Linked DNA regions of Anas platyrhynchos: region 1 is linked to region 2. Evidence: chromatin contacts called from public Hi-C data. All regions are on one chromosome and are shown on one strand. The core of a region is the stretch at or near the end of the contact, and the rest is flanking DNA. Distances in the headings are between cores, read along the strand shown. Region 1 overlaps IRS1 (insulin receptor substrate 1). Region 2 has its middle 78 kb from the start of IRS1.

Region 1 (7,094 bases), core at 4,199-6,698, 50 kb after region 2:
CCTGTAGACATGCTGAGAAACCAAACACAACAGTTCGAGAGGCAGCTATAATTACCTCACATTTCCAAGCACATCTAACAGCCTGCTAGCTCTCCCGCATGCCTCTGCACATCAGCTGGGAACCACCACTCTAGGTGCAGCTACAAAACTGAGTACGACGAACCTTTAGATAGTGCAGCCGAGCTGTAAGTCAACGAAAAATATTTATTGCAGATAAAAAAACAGCAGCACTGAAATGTCAGATTTCCCCCGTATTTTGTTCTCACACCATTCACCAAATGTTTTGAAGGAATTCATCAACTTAATTTCTCTTGCAGTATCACCCCAAGGCTGCAAGAAGGCATCGAGAACAGCTATCAATATCATCATGGTCATACATCGTTTTTCCTAAAAAGCCAAAATCAAGCAACTGTGTAACTGCACTGCTTTCTTCTGCAATTAGACGATAAGATAGGCTGGGAAATGATGACATCAAGTCACCGCACTGCCACAGCCCAGCATAACAGCGTACTCTGCAGCAGAGCTTCAACATTTGCTGGAGCTTTCCTATCTGCTTCAATGAAAACCAATACCTCTGGGTTTCACTGCTGGCTGTTTACGTGAAACTAAAGTTAGAAGGCAAGCTGAGCACCATCGGGGGAATCAAGACAAGTGTGCAGCCAAGAAAGCTGATGCACAGGGAGCCTGATCTCATCCTTACTCAAGTAAGGAAGTGAAGGAAGTAAATTCATGTTCTGCCAACAAATGTTACCCCGAGCAGAGATTTTGAGAGGACAAAAAGATGTGTATTTTTAAGTACAATGAAATACAAGTGCACGTCATGGAGAGCTAGCTACCTTTTTATAACCGTGTAAATGCCATTTACAGCAGACAGTTTGGGCTAAATATAAAAAGTCACAAATTTCACATACTGAGATAACTTCCACGGAGGTGCTGAAATTACCTTTCAAACCATACAACATGACTTCTCCCTTCTCATAACAAATAGGTTGTTTTAGAACAGCCAGGAAAGGGCAACCAAGCAACGCTCTGCCATTTGTGGGAGCAGAAAGGCTGAAGAGGTTGTATGGATACTTTATGTATTGCTCCACAAGAAACTAAAGGGTAGGAAACACCAAAAGCAAAACCTCACTCAGCTCATAGCTTCAGCCATCTCTGCCTGTGGCCGGGCTGGGTCACTGCTGCCTGGGGCAGCTGGATTCAGGGGGCTGCCATGGGAATCGACTCCTGCAAGGTCTGATGTTCTGCAGCACCAGGAACCTGAGGCAGGGAGAGGACAGGAGTCCAGGCAGAGGTTCGCAGCCTTCAGTATTTAATCTTCTCGTTAAAATAATTCTTCCATTCTAATGGCAAATGTGACAGACAGGCTGCCAGCCCCACGCTAGCCAGAGGTACAAACAGAATTCTGGATACAGCTCATTCGACAACTTATCAGATGTTTTTTCCTCCTTCTAACAAGCTCCTTTTGTATTTGATCCAACCAAGCTGCATCTTTTCTATCTGTGGTAATGTCCTGCAGCCTGCAGCAGCAGCTGGGGACAGTAGCTCTGATTGTCCCCACTTCCCAGCCGGCTTGGAGCTGCATGTCTTCCACCGCCTCTCCTATGCCTCGAGCTGCTGGGAGGATGCAGCTGCCCAAGAAGCCCTCCCTGACATGCTATGTTATGGTCAATTACTTCATTATTAGAGAAGAGTATTTTGGACTGCTTCTGCCAACCTCTCACAGCTAAATAACCAAGCAAAGCTTCAAATCCAACTGCCAATAGGAATACACATATATTAGGAAGTTGGATTGGGTTTCAGTTTCTGCTCTACAAATATAGTTGAAAAAAAAAAAAAACAAAAAAAAACCACACCACGAAGACCACAACAAACAGCTTCCATAGAAACAGAGAAATAGAATTGCTCCAGTTGTACAGGCTGAGAGCTCTCTCCCTTCAGCAGCGAGCAGGCTGTAACGTTATCTGTAAGCATCCATCTGCAGAAGAATAATGCCCATGCTTTAAGCAGCAAGGCCACTTGAATGGGTATCGAGTGCTCCGAATTCATCACTCTCGGTATGCAGTTTACAGCTTTACTTAGCCACAGAGAGAATCTCAGCATCTTACATTCCTCTTTATGCTGCGTTTGTCAAATCCTCTCTCCCTCAAAAGCGTACTCAGACATGTGCTTTCAGCTGCCATTTTTTTATTCCTCCCCTCGTGTTGAAACTCACCCCTGAGCACTGGTATGCGACACACAGGGTCTGATGGCCCTCTGCACACCTCTGTGCTGCAAGGGGGGTTCTGCATCGACCCCAAACTTCACAGAGTTGGGCCAGCGCTCACCTTGGGCCTAGGCCCACCTGGAGCCCTGTACCGTCTGGAGGAGCGGTAGGGCTGCCTATGGATGCAAAAAGCAGCCCGGCAGTGTTTTATGTTATACCTTGCCCTTCCCTAAAAGGCCAGGTTGGAGAAGGTCTTGATTTCCCCACACACTTCCTTCATCCTCACAGCTGATCATTTCTAGGAAACAGGAAGAAGGCACAATGGCCTCACCGCCTTTCTCCCCAGCCAGCAGAGCAGTAACGCCGTAAGGCAGTGGGGCGCTGAATTTCTCCGGAGTTTTTCAGGCAGGCGCATCCTAGAAGGTGACGAAAAGCAAAGGAGGCTTTCTCCATCCACTTGTTTTTCAGTGTTGCATGCCATGGCTGGCACCAAACCAACTGAAATCCTAAGCCTCCTAAGGTCATGTCTCCGATGTCAGTGCTCATCATGTTACCAACCACTCTGGTCATACTCTTTTAGTGCCTTCCTCCCCACCCACCAAGAGTGGCTTTTAGATAGGCTCATCATACTCATCTAATGCAAATTAAAACACTATTTTCATTGGTAAATACAGCATCGACATTTAGCAGCATTTTCATTGGACTGGATGGAAACAGTAGATACTCAAAACCAAACCAAAAAAGGTACAGAGCTGCTTCAAACAGCAAATATGAAAAACAGTTCACAGAGTAGTAAATATCGACATTTGTATGTACGTATTTCATAATTTAAGAAACTATTCCCTGGTCTGAAGAAGCAGCCTTTTTTGTTGTTCTTCAGTTCTGAAGTTACTGAGCAGGCTTCACTTTATACACTTGCACTCAGCATTAAAAATAAATAAATAAATCAGAGGCTCTTTTTCTGTATTCTAAGAAGTCAACGTCTACAGATGAGATTTATGGTCTCTTTCAAGGAAAGACTTTCATATAACTTAGGATTAATTTACATTCTGAGCTATCAAATTTTACTTCTGAGTTGTGGAAAGAGAAAGAAGGGACAGAGGGCAGGAAGAGAGCGAGAGAAGCTCTCACAGGGCTCGTGCTCGGCCTTCTTCCAAGACAACTATGCCCCAGCAAGAGAAATTCAGATGGATATATCCACGTGAATAACCAACTATTGCTAGCACAGCCTTCTTAGTGACAAATGCTAGAGCAGTTTGACACTAGACTAAGGTGAAGGCTGACTATGTTCAGATTTGGACATAACCTAGCACTTTTATTAAGAAAGCTTTCCTGCAGAATAAATACATTGCAGAACAACAGGTTAAAAATGGGTCAAGTTTAAAACAAATGTCTTTGAAAGGAATGTCCTCACCCTTTTTTCTCTTTTTCCTGTTATGCCACTATTAGCATTTGTTCAAATTGGATGTTTTTAGCCTTGCAACCTCTCCGGTCTTAAAATTATGCATAGACTCCAAGTTCTCTTTATTACTATGACTTTTAGAAGATTTCCACCCAGCTAAAAATATAGCGAAGAAAACCACTAACAGCACTAGGCATACTGTCTTCCAGTTACTAGTGGTTACCACCCTACAAGCCACTGCTACACTGAAGTTAACTTTAAGAGATTTTCACAAAACCACATTTACTTGAAAATGGTGTAATGCACTCTCAGACTCTAACAAAAGAGCTACTCACATTCTTCAGATTAAGATTCAATTTCTTTTAACTGAGGTTTTACTCCCCCTCAGGAGCAAGGTCCACCCAAGTACTTGCATCAATACGCAGCACTGGCAACTTAGGCAGAGGCTGAAGAACTCACACTTCTCAAAGTGCAGCAGGACATAACCAAACACCAAGGAGTATGTCGTGCTGATCAAGTGATAGAAGGTGTTTGGAGTCTTGTTGCATAAACAACAGTGTACCTGCTCCCCACCACAAACACTAAAGGGAGCTATATCTAAATAAAATCTTATCACTTCTAGCTGAGCACTGTCCTGAACCTCTCCTTGCAATCCGAAAGGAAAATGATGAGTGTGACCCAGATGAATCACATTCCCAGATGGACTTCCCAGTCTTTTTTTCCTGGCTAGAAAGAAGGAAATTTTTTCCAGTTTCCTATGAAGCAATAATCATGTCAGCTTGCAATACTGATAAATTTGAATAAGTAGATCAAAAGTCTCCCTGGGAGGTACAGCTTACTGAACATGAAAAAAACAGAGAGGAGCCTTCATGTCTCCACCTAACCCTGCTACAAACGAGAATATAATTTTGAGCGAGTGACAGAAAGACACCACAGAGCTGTAGAGCCCAGTGTACAAAGTGCCCAGCTGGGTCAGACCCACAGCTCCCCTTGTCCAGAAGGCGTCTCCAGCAGGGCAGCAGAAGGTGCTGTTTCGAGAGAATCTATAAACCATGGTCTGTGCAACCACTACCTGCTGACCAGGACTTCTCCTGACCCTGTCTTGAACCTGCTCTGACTGCCTGTTTTCAAAACATCCTCTGGCTGCAAGCTGCATAAATTCACTAGCTGCTGTGTAAACAAATACTTTCTTTAATCTGTTTTAAACTGATTCCCAACCAGTTTCATCAAGTGTCCTGTAATTCTGGTACTGCAGGATTTCTGTCAAGTTCTGCATTCACCTTACCCACCACCTTCAGGATTTTGTAAATCTTTATCACCTTGCCCCTCTCGGCTTCTCCTCTCCTAACTGGAGCCTTGCAAAAGACAAGAAGTGCTGCTGCACGCAGGGCAGCGGTACCATCCCTTTGACCTTGAGTTGCCTTTCTCTGTACCTTCCCTAAACTACATCTGTCTTAAGATGCAGACACCAAAGCTGCGCCCAGTGCTCAACATGCGGGCACACCAATGTTTTAAACATTGGCAAAATGATGCCTTTTTCTGATTCTCAGTACCTTTCTCTTATGATGCCAAAAAGCACTGCCTGTGGTTTTCCGGCTGCTGCTGCTCCACGCTTGCAACAAGGACAGAGGGGAGCTGTGAGTGACAACGACAAGGCCTCTAACAAGTTACAACCCTCAGGTCTGAGGTCAGCGTCACACAGGCATGGTTTAGACACATTTTTTGCTTACTGGAAAAAAACTTCTGCTTGAAGACTTGTGTTTACCTATGCTGACGTTCCTCTACCACGTTCCTGCCCACTCAGTTACAACGACGGCCTTCTGGAATTCCTCAGCACTGACGAAGCATCTGCCTACCCGTCAGGAACAGTAATGTTGGTTTTCATCAGAACTGGAATTATTCTGAGGCTGGTACAAGTTAACAAATCGGGCTGCTGAGTTGAGTAATGTCTGGAAGCCACAGGGAAGGCAACTGAGATCAGTCAAGACCACTACAGCTACTTCTATCATTGTGGGAAGATTACTAAAGACAGAAGATTTATTAAGCAGGGCAGAAATCATAGGCAAAATTTTAGAATGTTCTAAAACTAAAGAAAATAAAAAAGAATGACCACACCTCCATGACTGATGGATGAGGATAGCAAACAATCTCTTTTCCTATCACCTGATTAGATTTGGGAAGAGTACCCAAAGGGCTTTTGAGACATTAAAGACCTGAATTTTGATCTTAAAGGGATTTTTTGGACATTCTCTGCAGCTCTGTTTATTGGCATTAATACCAGCCCTTGTTTAGTCTACAGCTAGCCCTCCCACCTGTGAAAGTGGTGGTGCTTGAAGAAAAAAATAGAAGTATAGGGTAACGTGTTTTTCAGTGCACTTCCATTCATTTCTCCCTTAACAGGCAAACATTCCCTTACAGTCCTCAAAGTCAGAGGACTGATTCTGCCCGAGTTTCACAAACAACTTGCCCAATCCCAATGCCTTCAACTGAACTTGGAAAACAGACTGAGCAATCCCCAGGAGCTCAGCATGCCTTGTGTGGGCTGGGATGTGCCAGCAGGCACTGCTGATCACTCAACAGGTGGCACTGTCTTTGGACACGACACACTTTGGGTCTTACTGCATGATGTGAGTCGGTAGTATTTGGAACAAAGAAGTGCACCAAATATTTTTAAATGTATTGAAAAAATTAATTGAAACTTCGGTATTTGTAACTCAGTGGAGGGGGGTTAATATCTTTTTTGTCTTTTATTTCCTACTTGACTTTTCCTTGGATTTGACTTCTCAAGTCCAATTCACTTCTTTCTTCTTATCTGTTTGAAGTTTAGCTGTTACATGTATCCATAATACCAACGGACCATTCCCTGCATTTACATATAAATAATATACCAGACTGTAATGGATTGTTCACAGCATTTCAGACAGTTCATGGAGGCAGCTACTTGATCATTGCTATGGAGGAAATCAGATCTCCTGCAACACTAACTCTGGTAACGCTCTGGCACAATGACCAGAAAGCAAGGTCCCTAGGGCACTTTCAGATCCATCAACCATCAGTCCTCACTCCTACTTTGCAATGAGAAATGACTGTGAAGACAGTCTTCAAAACTACCTTTTAAAAAGTTAAAGGAAAATCCAAATAACATTAGAGGGAAAAAAATTTACTATCATAGTGAAGCTTGAATTTTAGTTTTTTTCTGCTAAAGAATTCTGTATTAGAACAAAACTGAATCACCACAATACGGACAGAAATGAAACAAAAACTTATTCAAATTAGAGGGTTGCGACAGCTTATCACAGAAGAATAATTGACCAACAATGGTAAACAAAAGCCTTAAGAACATCTGTGATTAATGCAAGACCTTAAGAAAACAAGTATTTTGGCTCGGCTGCCTCCTGAGCACTAGCTGTCGTACCACCATAGGAACTGTCATCTATCACGCACAGCACTGCCAGGAGCCGTCCCCTAAAAGACAGCACACAAACA
Region 2 (6,796 bases), core at 874-3,373:
TCAAACAAAGTTTATTGCACAGATTTTGCAATGTGGGGGAATTATAAATATTGTTATATCCTATTCCTTGGTATTTTTTTTCTTTATTGTTATTATTATTATTATTTTATTTGGAAAGGCTTTGCCTGAAGGTTAAACAGTCCCCATGTAATCTATGAATGAAACAGAAAAACCTGCTTAGATATCTGGTCCCACACCTGACACTCCTGCCAGGCTGCACAAGCACTGACAGCTCCCAAAGCACGTCTGCCACCAAATCCTTTCCTTCCACGTGGGCAAAACAGACGGATCCAAGCATCGTGCCCTCCAGAGATACTGAAAGCGGCTTTCAGTTGTTGGACCATGATTGCTGCCTACAGACAGCCCTTATCTTTCTAAAAACAAGCACTCCAAGCATACAGAGGCGTCCTGTGAATGAAACCGAGGCCATGAGCTGCCAAACTGACCCGCGCTGGTTCTGCCATACGCCGTAAGAGAGGCTACTTGAACACTGTCCAAATACATTTCTTGACTGGGCCTTGGCAAGACTGTCTCTTAGGAAGGAGAGATTAGTCAGCAGTAATCGGGAAGCATTTATCCATGATTAAGTGCATAGGCTATTGAACAAATCTAATAAAATGGCAAAAAACTCCTGAATTATATTTATACTATAAAAAGAGGGAAGGGAAGGGAAGGGAAGGGAAGGGAAGGCAAGGCAAGGCAAGGCAAGGCAAGGCAAGGCAAGGCAAGGCAAGGCAAGGCAAGGCAAGGCAAGAGAGAAAGAGAAAAAGAGAGAGAGAAAGAGAGAGAGAAAGAGAGAAAGAGAGAAAGGGAGAAAGAGAGAAAGAGAGAGAGAAAGAGAGAAAGGGAGAAAGAGAGAAAGAGAGAGAAAGAGAGAAAGCGAAAAAGAGAAAGAGAAAGAGAAAAAGAGAGAAAGAGAAAAAGAGAAAAAGAGAAAAAGAGAAAAAGAGAAAAAGAGAGAGAAAGAGAGAGAGAAAGAAAGAGAAAAAGAGAGAAAGAGAGAGAAAGAGAGAAAGAAAGAGAGAAAGAGAGAAAGAGAAAGAGATAGAAAGAAAGAGATAGAAAGAAAAAGAAAGAAAGAAAGAAAGAAAGAAAGAAAGAAAGAAAGAAAGAAAGAAAGAAAGAAAGAAAGAAAGAAAGAAAGAGAGAAAGAGAGAAAGAGAGAAAGAGAGAAAGAGAGAAAGAGAGAAAGAGAGAAAGAGAGAGAGAGAGAGAGAGAGAGAGAGAGAGAGAGAAAGAAAGAAAGAAAGAAAGAAAGAAAGAAAGAAAGAAAGAAAGAAAGAAAGAAAGAAAGAAAGAAAGAAAGAAAGAAAGAAAGAAAGAAAGAAAGAAAGAAAGAACCCTAAAGAGAAGCAGGAGGAAAGCATGAAATCATATTTTGGCTTCTTGCACAAGAACTACAGAATAAATCATATGCTGTTGATACATCTCTTTAGGATTCTCACCCAATAGCTGTTATGATCAAATCTAAAGCAACTCCATATGTAAACAACAAGGAACAGGGCTGCTGGAAACTGTTTGGTTCTTCAAAGCCAAAATAACTATAAGCAGGTAACAACTTTACCTTTAAATTAACACTTTTAGCTAATTGGGCTGCCACTTTTCCAGTTGCAAATCACTAAAGCATTTGCCTCCTAAATTCAGGGAAAAAGTCTCCAGAGACCATGAGTCAGTGAATGAAAACTGGTTTGGGTCCCATGGCAAAGAAAGCACTTTGCATTCAAAAATAGATATATTTCTTGTGGGAAAAAACAGCCCAGCTCCTTCCTCTCCCATAGATAATGCAAAATGTCAGGCACCTCCCTCCCTCCTGTCCCAGGAGATCAATAGTGTTGCAATGATTACTTTGTTTTGCTGTGTGTTGTTTTTCCTTAAAGGTTAGCTCACATCTAATTGCAAATTGTGACCCAACAGCCACCAAACCCAACTCCCTGCTTATGGGAGGAAGAGGCACGGGACAGCAGGATGCCACTTGTGTTGAACTGCTGCGGCTGCAGAAAGCAGCAGGCTTCAGACACTTGGAAGAGACAAAGCTGGGATGGGAAGGCCAGGCTGGGGGACGGGGGACGGCTGAGTGCAGGGATGGGGGTAGTACCTGTGTCCTGTGCACAGCACGAGGGGCTCCAAAGGGTCTGGGAGGGGATGGCATGCTGGGGAAACCTACCTGCACACCTGTGTTTGCATTTACACAGCAACACACCTGTAGGATTCATCTCCTACACTGAGAGCACATCCTGAAGGTTGGGGGCTGTACAGAGGAGCAGTGTAAGGTGCTGAACCTCAAAGATAACATTCAAAGGTATGGCATGTCCTACCCTTTTAAGTCAAGGCTTGCAAGCAGCAGGTTCAGGGATTCCAGCATTGGGCTGCCTGCAACTCCCACACCGTAGCAGCTCCAGGGGTGCAGCAGAGCCACAGCGCCTGCTTGCAGCTGCTGCACAGGTGAGCCTGAGCCCTGCCGGAGAACTGCGGTCCCAGCACAGTCGAGCAGAGGATCCGAGACAGTCACACAGCATCGCTGCGACACCGCCGTCTCATGCCACAGCACTGCAGCCTCATGCAAAACCACAGCTTATCTGGAGTCTTGGCAACTCGTGCCATTAATCCTCAGCCCTCTGGGGTCTCTCAGCTCTGTCCGCTCCACCTGCACTGCCATCGTGCTGAGTTTGCAGGCAGCGGGGCCAGGCATGCGAGCATGGAAAGATGTGAGGACGCTGCCTAGAAGTTCCTCTGCTCTATTGTTCTCATTTCACTGGATAATTTCTACATCATCTACATTCTGTCTACATGGAAAAAAATAAAATAAATAGACTAAAAATCCCAGACAGGCAGTTAAACTGAACTCTAGGCTGTGTGCTACCACTACTGGCTAGGCAAAGTTCTCACAGTCCTAGGGGAGTTAGGAAAAGGGGGAGTAAATATCACAAGGGATGGCTTTGCTTACTCACATCATTGGCATAGGCACACTTGTTTACGTTGGATTGGCCTCATCTAAACTTTGCTGGAGGTTGACCATAATATTTACAAGCTAAAAGAACAATTATGTAGCTGAGAGCAGCTAAATGGAACAAAACAAAACCAGAGAGGCAGAAATCACGTCGTTTGCGAAAGTCAGAAAAACAAACTGAGCCATCAGACCACACATCTTCCCCACTCTATAGAAATTTACACCGTGGCACAATTTGTGCTGCTTTGCTGCAGTATGGCTGTTCTTTGGGTTTCTAAACACTTATGGTGCTTATACGCTCCGTGTTCTGATTTGTACCATATAAATGTATATGGAAGGATATTTCCTATGCCTCATCTGTTTGTTTACAGAGTCCACCTTTAAAAGACCGATACTTTTTCCTCCGGGGCCTGTTTACAATCTGCACCTGTGATGCTTTCTTCAGTTCGAATCTCATGGGCTGTATTTATTACATAACTGTTTTCCCTCTTTTAGACACTATTAATCATCCCTCTGCCAAGATCTTCTTCCCACACCAGGCTTTACTGTACATTCCTTGCATTTTCATACCATGATGTCAGTCCAGAGTTGGAACAAAGATAAGAATGGCTCATGATTTTCCTTCAAATGATCCCTTTTCTTCAAAGCTATATATAAAATAAAAACCTAATATCCACCATGGAATTCAGGGAGGGCCAGGCCTGGGGATTTACGGTCCTCTCATATTCCGTATCCTTATTTCCTGAAAACTAAGAGAACATATGCAAAATGATTTTGGAAAAATGATTGTAGGAATACAGAGAGCACAGCAAGCACAGCATGGCTTTCTAATCAATGGTAAAGCAACTAGGCAAATATGTAAATTACATCTGCAAATGTTTTGAAAATAGTTTGTCAACTATGCTTGAAAAATTATGAAAATCTTTCACACTTCTGAATGTTTGGAAAAGTGAGACTGCTGCATACATTTAACACTTTTTTGCTATTGTGAATGATTTTTTATGTTTTAGAATAGCAAGAAGAAAGAATGCTGAGACAAATTCCATTCATTTGCATGTTTCAGAGATAGCATGGGCTCTGATTTTTTAATTACGAACTTTGTTTTATGAAAGCAAAAAAATAATAATAATAATAATAAAAAAAAAAACTAATAATCTGGCAAATCACTGTTCTGGGGCAAACACTCATCCTACCGTGGTTTCCTTTGGCCTGAGTACCCCAAGCAGGTTGCTTCCAACTAAGTTATAATACTCACATTATAAAGTGTAAAGGCTCCACATAACGTCATAGCAGCATATCAGAAGAGCAGTGCTGTGACATGCCTGGCTGTCAAATCTCAGCCTATAAAAATACCTAGGCAGCTCTGCTCGCTTGGAGTAAAGAAGAGAGCTGCTCAGGCAGAACAGTATTTGTTTTATTGACAGATTTTACTGTTATCTGTTATCCACCAGTGGGCTCCATTTGCAGTTTTCATCACAGAGTAATTGCTTATTAGAGACATTAGCAGGTTGTTTATTTGAAAACTATTATGCTAATAAGGAGCAATCATATTAGCAAGGTGTGCTCTGTACAACTTTATTTGTTTATCCTCAGGGACTAAACTTCTGAAAACCCATGCCTTTTGTTCCGTACTGAAGGATCTGAAAGTTAAAACATCTGATTTTTTTCTGTTTGGGAAATTTGTCCAATAATAATCAGGAGTTTTATTGCCATCGTAAATAACAGGAGCTGTCTCTGACAGGAAGATATTCCTAGCATTGAAGGCCATTCTGTACACAACCATTTACTTGCTAAGCAGCCTGGAAAAATTATGTTGTTGCTGTATTTGCATATTTTCTTATTATAAATGTTACCATAGTTATAATGTACCAACTTGAGTACGTTATTAAGCCCAAAGGAAAGGAAGAAACTAATTGTAGCATGACTTCTAAGGCTCCAGGAAAGCACCTGTTTCTCTTATCCTTTGAGCCTCGGGGGGTTTCTGACCTCAGCCTCACCAACAAACTCCACTATGAAAGCCTAGATTGGATTAGTTATATTTACACATCCCAGGACGGCTAACAAACCAAGAAATGCTCACAGCACATTTGCAGTCTTGCAAGAAAATACATTCACCATTGGCACAGCTTAAAGTTTTTGCCATGCTGTTGCTGTTTATGGTTTTGTTGTGCTGGGGGGTTATTTGCACTGTACACAGCGTAACTTTCAGGCAGAAAAATAAGAAAACGCTCTTGCAACGGGTAGTGCCCACAAGCACAGCAGAGCTGCCGCGATTCCAACCTGATTGCATGCCAAAGCAGCTACGCTTATTATTATTTATATTGCACTAGCACACAGATCCAAATTTGGGATCAGAGCCCAGTACTACTGGGTGTAATGTAAACACGTAGGTGAAGAGCCTCCCGACCTAAGCAAGGCATAATCTAAAATGACAACAACAACAAAACACAGGAGAGAAAGAGAGAAAAAGAGAAAGAGGGAAAGAAGGAAAGAGAGAAAGAGAGAAAGCAAAATGCAGAGCAGGGAAAGAGAAGGAGGAGAGACCGTGTATGGGGACTAACCACACACCACTCGGCTCACCTCCTGCCTGCCTGTTAGCCTTGGCAGTAAGCGAGCGTAGGATGAGGTCTGGATTAAGTAATCAGACAAGTCCCTGTAAAAATGGAAACAGAATAGGCTGGATTTTGTTATGCAAACACATACACATTAAGCACTCAAAGTATCACGGTGTATTTCCTATCTCCCTGTTTCTATATACATACAGACCTGCATGCGTGCTCCCATATGACTCGTGATAGAGTGAAGCCCATTTGATCTTACTGCAGTATAAGCAAAGCACTGAAAAGGGAGGTAAAAACGCAGAGAATCCGACATGTTGCATCAGAATTGCATGTGTCTGTGGGCTGGAGTCCAAAGCCAGCAATCCGGGTATATTTTGGAAACTCTTAATCCTGAAGTTGGGTAAGCACACCTGGATATCTACCTGAACTTTCACATCACTGCCTTCAGAGGAGAAACGAGGAGCAGACACAGATGAATTCTCACAACGTAGTTAAAAGTATTCACGCGGGAGACTTTATCACAGTAAGAGCAAAGGAAAAAGAAATACATAAAAGGCTTAGTGCTTTGTTCTGAAGCTTCAGCCACTCTTCAGGAAAGAGACCTATCACTTTACATAATACTTTACAAATCAATGCTTGCTTCAAAACATGTCTATTAACAGCAAGACTTGCAGATCTGGCAGTCTCCCAGTCCAAGCGCTTCCTCCGTGCCAGAGAAGTCTCTCTGAGTAAAGGCTGCTTTACTTTACACTGAGTCCAAAAAGCGCCTCAAAGTGAAAGCTCAGCTAAAACCCAGGCAGTGGGTGCCCTCGCAGCCAGCCCCTGCTCTGCCAGGCACTCAGCCCCCTGCTATGCCAGGGGAGGCACTTCTGTGCCGAAGGACTACCCCACAGCTGGAGCCTCAGGACAAAAGCCAGCTATAGTCAGCCGAGAGCACACAAGAGCATGTAGATGCCTTGGAGTTTGCAGGCTGTGCTGTTCCAGCCCGCCAAAGCACCAGGGTGGCAGCCCCACAGGCTCCAAGCTCTCCCCTCAGATGCTTACATCACCCGGCAGAAATCCTTCAGAGATGGAAAGAGGGCTAGATATTTAAGAGGGGTGTTTATTTTTCTGGAATAGCATATGCAGTCAGCTGCACATTCTCTCCATCACAAAGTCTGGTAATCTGAACATCCCTAAGCCGGTGTCCTGTGTCTGGGCCCTCTTGATCATCTTTAAAAAAAAAAAAAAAAGAAAGGAAAAAAAAAAAGAAAAGGAAAGAACACACTGCCACTTTATGGTGCTCTTA

What was found. Hi-C and Micro-C count contacts between places; a contact is called where the count stands out from the background.
Region 1: a contact with region 2 is called in a Hi-C map of skeletal muscle, with 1.6 times the contacts expected there. The contact joins two enhancer-like sites. A contact is called at or near these places in 4 of 8 Hi-C or Micro-C datasets (F5 follicle, liver and skeletal muscle).

Annotation. Positions count from the first base shown.
Region 1 is chr9:22,678,148-22,685,241 of IASCAAS_PekinDuck_T2T, forward strand. The region is part of intron 1 of IRS1 (insulin receptor substrate 1); the gene reads right to left. Among named protein-coding and RNA genes, the nearest start is that of IRS1, 31 kb to the right of the region's middle. Within about 2 kb of position 5,449, at least 5 of the 8 cell types and tissues checked have an H3K27ac peak or open chromatin away from gene starts, as enhancers often do.
Region 2 is chr9:22,631,233-22,638,028 of IASCAAS_PekinDuck_T2T, forward strand. No RefSeq gene overlaps it. Among named protein-coding and RNA genes, the nearest start is that of IRS1, 78 kb to the right of the region's middle. Within about 2 kb of position 2,124, at least 2 of the 8 cell types and tissues checked have an H3K27ac peak or open chromatin away from gene starts, as enhancers often do.